2 separate regions of the Pan troglodytes genome follow, and region 1 is linked to region 2. A link is a contact called in public Hi-C data. All regions are on one chromosome and are shown on one strand. The core of a region is the stretch at or near the end of the contact, and the rest is flanking DNA. Distances in the headings are between cores, read along the strand shown.

Region 1 (3,341 bases), core at 595-3,094, 560 kb before region 2:
TCCTCCTACTGTATTTTTGTGTAGCTCCAAGCATGCCACAAGTACCCACAACAAACCATTAATTAAAGCTGGTTTCTGGTCTAGGTTTAAAAACTCCAAAGTTGTCACATGGAGGGGCGTGTGTGTGTGTCAGAGGGAGAGAGAAAGAGAGAGAGCTTCACTAACCTTTATAGCCACTGCCTCTCTTATTCACCCATCTAACTTAGCAGCAGGCACTGAAGCCCAAATCGAAGAAGAAACCCAGTGTGCTCTGTCCTTGGAGGTATCTCCAGAGTACAGTGTCTTGTGCCTGCCACTGCTAGACATTCAGAGAATACTGACTGACAGATAGGAGGGATGAGGTGGCATCTTCTGGCACTCTGAATTTCCTTCATACTTTTTCTGATTTGGATTGTGTGGGTTGTACCAGCTAGTGTTCAACCTCAGACCCAGAACCAATATATCCATTCAGAGATGTCTTACTAGGAATTGGCTTATGCTGGCCGGGCGCGGTGGCTCACGCCTGTAATGCCAGCACTTTGGGAGGCCGAGGGGGGTGGATCATGAGGTCAGGAGATCGAGACCATCCTGGCTAACACGGTGAAACCCCGTCTCTACTAAAAATACAAAAAAAATAGCCGGGCGTGATGGCAGGCGCCTGTAGTCCCAGCTACTCGGGAGGCTGAGGCAGGAGAATGGCGTGAACCCGGGAGGCGGAGCTTGCAGTGAGCCAAGATCGTGCCATTGCACTCCAGCCTGGGTGACAGAGCAAGACTCCGTCTCAAAAAAAAAAAAAAAAAAAAAAAAAAAAAAAAAAAAAAAAAAAAAAATTGGCTTATGCTGTTGTGGGAGCTGCCTAAGCACATCCAAAGTCCACAGGACAGGGAGTCAGGAGGGGAAGCTAAAAAGCAGAGTGGAGCTCTGGGCATGACTGCGCTGTTGTTCATGGATGTGACCTCCTCTCTGTCTCTGTCTCTCTCTGGGGAGTCTTGGCTGTGCTTTGAGGGCTTCCAACTGATTAGGCCAGGCCCACCCAAGTTATCCAGTATAACCTCCCTTACTTAAAGTGAACTGATTAGTGACTTGAATGACATCATCAAACCCTTTCACAGTAACAGCTAGATTAGTGTCTGGTGAATCAATGGGAACTTTAGCTTAGTCAAGTCGACATATCAAAAAAGCCATCACATGGGGTTAAGAATAATGTTAGAGATCCTGTGGACAGGTAAAGAATAGGGTGTGTGTGTTTGTGTGCGTGTGGGTGTGTTTACGCGTGCGCGCGTGTGTAGGGAGGGAGGAAGAGGGAGTTGGAAGTCTTGGGACCCTCCTTTCTCTTCCCTTTGAAGTCTCACAAAAGTCTGTCGGGGGAAGATAATTGGCGTCTAACACCTTGCCGAGAGAAACCATGCCCTGAGGTTCTGCAACCCCGACACGCTGATGGAAGAACCATGTTTGCTGGCAGAGCCCCTGGTCCAGTGCTTTAGATAGGAGGCACCCACCCCGCCGGCAGGGCTGCTCCACAGTGTTGTGCGGCATGGCGCCTGGCGCCGGATGATTTCCCCACGGCGGCGCCAGAGGGCGCCCGAACTGAGGATTCGGCCCAGGACTCCCAGAGGAGACCGGCAGGTGCGGCGACGCCCAGGACTCCCGCACGCCCCGCGGCCCCGGCACGGGCACCGCACCTTCCCTGGCTACCCAGGCTACCTCCTTCACGTGCACATTTCAGGGATGGGCAGGCCGACTCCTGGGAGCAAGGAGCTTGTCTTTGTAAAGGGCGGGAGGAGGTGGCTGCTGCGGAGGGAGGCGGCAGCCTCAGGGCCCGGGAGGCTCCGTGCCTCTCTAGTCCATGCTCTCGGCTCCTCCCTCTTACTCTCAGACCCAGGGTCAACTTTTCTTGGGGCTCGGACTTTCGGAAGGCTCGCTGTCCCAGGAGGGAGTACGGCCCCGGCATGCGCTCCCCGACTTGGCCACCGCCTCCCTGAAATCCTCCCGTGGGTGCGCAGCGTGCCCGAGACTCAGGCGAGGTGCCCCCTCTGCGCGCTCCACACCCGGGCTGCTGCGGAGTGCAGCGGGATCTGCGCTTCCCTGCCACTTAACCGCCCCTCGCAGAAGCCCCTGCCCCCTAAACAGTCAGGGCCCAAGGCAAAGAAGCAGGTCTTTTGCGTAGTTTTTGTTTTGTTTCAATCAGGAGCTTAAAAAGGATGTATACTAATGTCACTCTTCTCTCCGTTAAACGTTCGGAATCTTAATGCAATCCTTTTTAAAAGCAATACAAATTTTGAGGGAAAGAAAAATCACTAGAGGACTTTATGGTTAAAGGTTTTAATGCAATGGTAGTATTACAAAAATAACTGGCATAGTTTTTTTTTTTTTTGCAATTCTCAAAGGTGGTGGCGAACAAGGACAAAACAGATCAGACAGTTGGAAATGATAAAGAAAGGCTTCTGCGCTCATAATTTTCACTCAAAGTACTCATAATTTGCGCAATTGGAACAGTTAAACACTCAGTGAGACTGAGCAATAAACACATTTCTCACTCAAACATAGCAGAGGTCAGGGAAGGAAGCCCGTGTTCTTCTTTTCTTGTCTGATGTAGGCACCTCCCTGGCCACAGCTTATTTGTGTAGTTTTGGAAAACTCTGACAGAAATGAGTGTCTGGGAGGCTTCTCAGTTGTCAAGAAGCTTCTTATATTTCCTAAAGAAACTCAACCTAGATTCATTAAGCCAAGTCACAGAGCAAAGAGAATTAAATATTTTTCTAAGGCTGCAACTAATCCTGAAACTTAAATATAGTGGGGGAGGGGAATCTGACATATGAAAGGTCTGTGACATTTTTATGGAAAATGTATAGAGATGTTGTGTCTAAATATCCTCAGATGAGGAAAAATGGATTTTTTTTGTTTTTTCAAAACAAAAACCAAATGATTTTCATCCACCTATTCCCAGACCTCTCCTTATAGACTTCAATTAAGTATCCTAACGTCTTTTTTTTGAGTCATTTAGGAAAATATTTATATGTCAGTGAAAGCAGGGAGATCCTTTGAAAGATCTTGCTAATGTATGTTAGAGTAAGGCCAACTCTTGTATTTATGATGGTTTTTCTTTTTCATCGAAATTGTAAGCTCACATTAAGGATTTTCCCTCCCTTTATAAACATCGGCACAGTGCCGTAACTTCCTTTATTTGCAATCAGTTATCCCATGGTTAACAAAGAACTTTTTTAGAGAAAAACGTGGCCTAATGAAATTCAGTAATTCTTTATATAAAGAAAAAAGGATCTTTTATATGCATTTTTATATGCATTAAATATATAAGCTTGGTGTGTACCTGGTAAAGTTGATTTCTGCTGACGATGTAACAC
Region 2 (3,324 bases), core at 282-2,781:
CATTGTATTGCTTTTTTGTAATTTTTGAGCAATTTCTGTGCCAACATGTGGCACAAGGGGTACTAGAACCCTAGAATAATTGCAAACTTGCTTCCCTCCCTCTAAGCTTTACTTCTTGTGGCCCTAAGACCATGATTGTATCAGATATTAATCTAAAACCCAACCACCAAATGGATTTTATTGAAGCTGCTGTAATTCCACCACCAGAAAACATGACAAATAGCCAACCTGTCACTGAAGATTTATGTTTGGTTTTGAAACCCATTATCTTTCAGGAAATATTGCCTAGTATGATTCACTGAGTAGTAGCAGTTTCATATAGCCCAAGGTTTTTCGATATTGATTTCACGGCATCATTATTACAAATCAGAGTGTCTGTGCTTTGCTCGAATCACACGATTGAAACCAGTCAGCTTCAGGGATCATTAGCAAAAGTAAATGTACCCTGCAATACTAAGAATCTCAGACAGAGCTTCTACATGCTGGGAATAATGCCGCCTACATTTCCCCCTCTGTTGAAGGTAAATTCAAGAAGGGGAAATGTGTTGCTTTGACTAAATTGACGGAACAGCTGAATGCATGCTGCTTTTCACTGCTGGTAAATGAAATGGAACCACTTCAGATCTATGCAATATTGGAGCCTGAAGGGGCCTTAAAGATCCTCTAGTCCCAAACTCTCCCTTAACATAAACCAAGGCTCAAAGAGGTAAAGTGGCTTCATACCAATGCTCTGCCACTCCGCCATGTCTAACAGCCCTGCCCATAACCAATGTAGTGAGGGCATGGTGTGGAAAGGAGGCAACTCAAGGGACCATGAGCACAAATCACTCAGGGCCATGGTTCTGTCACGTCTCCCTTTCTGTTTCACTTGGGGGAATCCTCTTGATTAGTTAGGTGAGGGCATTAAACACTCTTGTAATGATGAAAAGCTCAGGGCCTTGCAATTTGGGGCGAGATGAGGGAAGTGAAGGCAGGGGACAGTGGCAGAGGGTGTTCAAAATTACCTTTACAGACCATTTCAGCAGACTGTTATTAATCAATGTACTGCAGCCAAGGCACAAACTCTTACCATCGCCAAGTGGGTGTCCTAGCTGCCTGTTCCTTTCTCATTTAATTTTCTGAGTTTGGGAATCTAACTTTCTTTCTCTGTTCTCACTTTACTAAAACTTCTCTTCAGCATTAGACACAGCTCCTCCTTCTTAAAATACTTTCCCCTCTTTGTCCTTAACCCTACAGTCTACTAGTTTTCCTTCTATCCCACAGGCAGTTCAATGTCAATCAGATTTTCTCTCTGTCCCTGACCTCTCATTTCCTCTCACCCACTTTCTCTACTTCATGGCTAATAGGTATCTTATACTTGACATGCGCAAAAAAGGACTCATCATTTATTTTCTGCCACCACATATTTTTCCCCCACCTCACCCTCTGAATGAAAACAATTCAGAGAACCGTAGTCTAAGCCCCCAAGTGTGTCTCATTCCTGAACAAATGGGAGAGGAGGAGTATGCAGAAGTCACCAGCTGCCTGGCCCCCACTGGGGTGAAAGCTTTGATTCCTCGGGGAGTCAGCATTGGCCTTCAAAGGCAAAGCACAGTCTGCAATGTCAACTATTTGCTGAATGTGGCACGTTTGTAATGCAAACTCAGTCTGGCCTGATTTGGGTCAAGAAATAGCTCCAGTTCATGAAAGCATGAGACCTCCCAGCACTAAGTCAAGGAGCAAATCAGCTATTTCTTAGTTAATGAAAAATTCCTTCCCAAAAAGCAACAGGTGAGTAGAGTCATTATTGATGTGGAAAGCAAGGGGGATGGGGTAGCAGAAGCAGATTGACAGAGGAAAAACCTCATTTAAAAAACACTATCCCAGCCTGGGCAACATAGGGCAAACTTGTCTCTACAAAAAAAAAAAAAACAATAAAAATTAGTCAGGCATGGTGGCACACACCTTTAGTCGTAGCTACTTGGGAGGCTGAGGTGGGAGGATCACTTGAGCCCAGGAGTTTGAGGCTGCAGTGAGCCATGATTGCACCACTGCACTCCAGCCTGGGCAACAGAGCAAGACCCTGTCTCTAAAAACAAACAAAAAAAAAGGAAGCAAAAAACACTATTAATGAGAAGTGCTGCTTCATATTTTCCAGTGTTGTCTGCTGTAATTGGCAATAGGAGAAGTTCTGGGGCCTTACTGCAGAGGGCATTTTTAGAGCAAACTGGTATCTGGAGTCAACAGCCACATGGAAAGAAGAAATGAGGCTGGGGGAGGGAAGCTGGAGCTCATGATCATAGGTTTTCTTCTCACCTTAAGCACTATTTGATAATTTGAATTACAACACTTATTTTCCATCTTCCCTCTTATACTTGGAAATAAAGAGCCGTGATCAAAACATATATAACCCAGGGTTTCTCAACCTCTACTCTATTACATTTTGCGGTGGATAGTTCTTTGTTGTGGGGGCTTGTATTAATCTGTTCTTACATTGCTGTAAAGAACTACTTAAGACTGAGTAATTTATAAAGAAAATTGGTTTAATGGGCTCATGGTTACACAAGCTGTATAGGAAGCATGGCTGGGGAGGCCCCAGAAATCTTACAGTCATGGCAGAAGGCAAAGGGGAAGCTGGCAAGTCTTACATGGCTGGAGCAGGAGGAAGAGAGAGTGAAGGGGGATGTGCTACACACCTTTAAACAACCAGATCTCATGAGAACTCACTCACTATCACAGGAAGAGGAAGGGGAAATCTGCCCCCATGATCTAATCGCCTTCCACCAGGTCCCCACCCCAACACTGGGAATTACAATCGACACAGAGCCAAACCATATCAGAGCTGTCCTGTGCATTGTAGAATGTTTAGCAGCATCCCTGGCCTCTACACACTAGATGCCAGTAACACCCTCTCCCCACTGCCGCCCTATTTGTGACAACCAAAAATGTCTCCAGACTTTACCTAATGTCCCGTAGGTGCCAAAATTATCCCAAGCTGAGACCACTGGTCTTAGGTTATTGAAGTCTCAGAAGGTAATCCTAGAGAAGTATCTTAGGTCAGGTTCCCTATGTAAGGGGTTTACTGGGAGAAACACAAACAGTATCTATAGAAGGCAGGTTGGACAGAGAGTAACACTGAACAGAGATGCAGTTACAATAAAGGTTTCAACAGATCCCTTGAGGGGCTCTGGAGCCCTTCAGTGTTGTCCCAAATACAGGCAAGAAGCTGAGTTCTTCCTTCTCCACCACCCCTCCCCTCCCCACACCATTGGATGGGCATGACCTTGTCAAGGCTGCTCTCTTCCATTAGTGGGCCATTCCCAAGGACAAACCCAGCTATGAACA

What was found. A called contact is a pair of places that touch in the nucleus more often than the background predicts.
Region 1: a Hi-C map of induced pluripotent stem cells shows a contact between it and region 2, with 2.8 times the contacts expected there. The contact joins two enhancer-like sites. A contact is called at or near these places in 2 of 7 Hi-C or Micro-C datasets (induced pluripotent stem cells and stem cell-derived neural progenitor cells) and 1 of 1 datasets of contacts at active chromatin or transcription factors (stem cell-derived excitatory neurons).

What each region holds. Positions count from the first base shown.
Region 1 is chr6:34,650,899-34,654,239 of NHGRI_mPanTro3-v2.0_pri, reverse strand. No RefSeq gene overlaps it. Among named protein-coding and RNA genes, the nearest start is that of TRIL, 110 kb to the left of the region's middle. Within about 2 kb of position 1,844, at least 11 of the 24 cell types and tissues checked have an H3K27ac peak or open chromatin away from gene starts, as enhancers often do. A contact at or near this core is called in induced pluripotent stem cells, where this site is marked.
Region 2 is chr6:34,090,513-34,093,836 of NHGRI_mPanTro3-v2.0_pri, reverse strand. No RefSeq gene overlaps it. Among named protein-coding and RNA genes, the nearest start is that of JAZF1, 110 kb to the right of the region's middle. Within about 2 kb of position 1,531, at least 1 of the 24 cell types and tissues checked has an H3K27ac peak or open chromatin away from gene starts, as enhancers often do. A contact at or near this core is called in induced pluripotent stem cells, where this site is marked.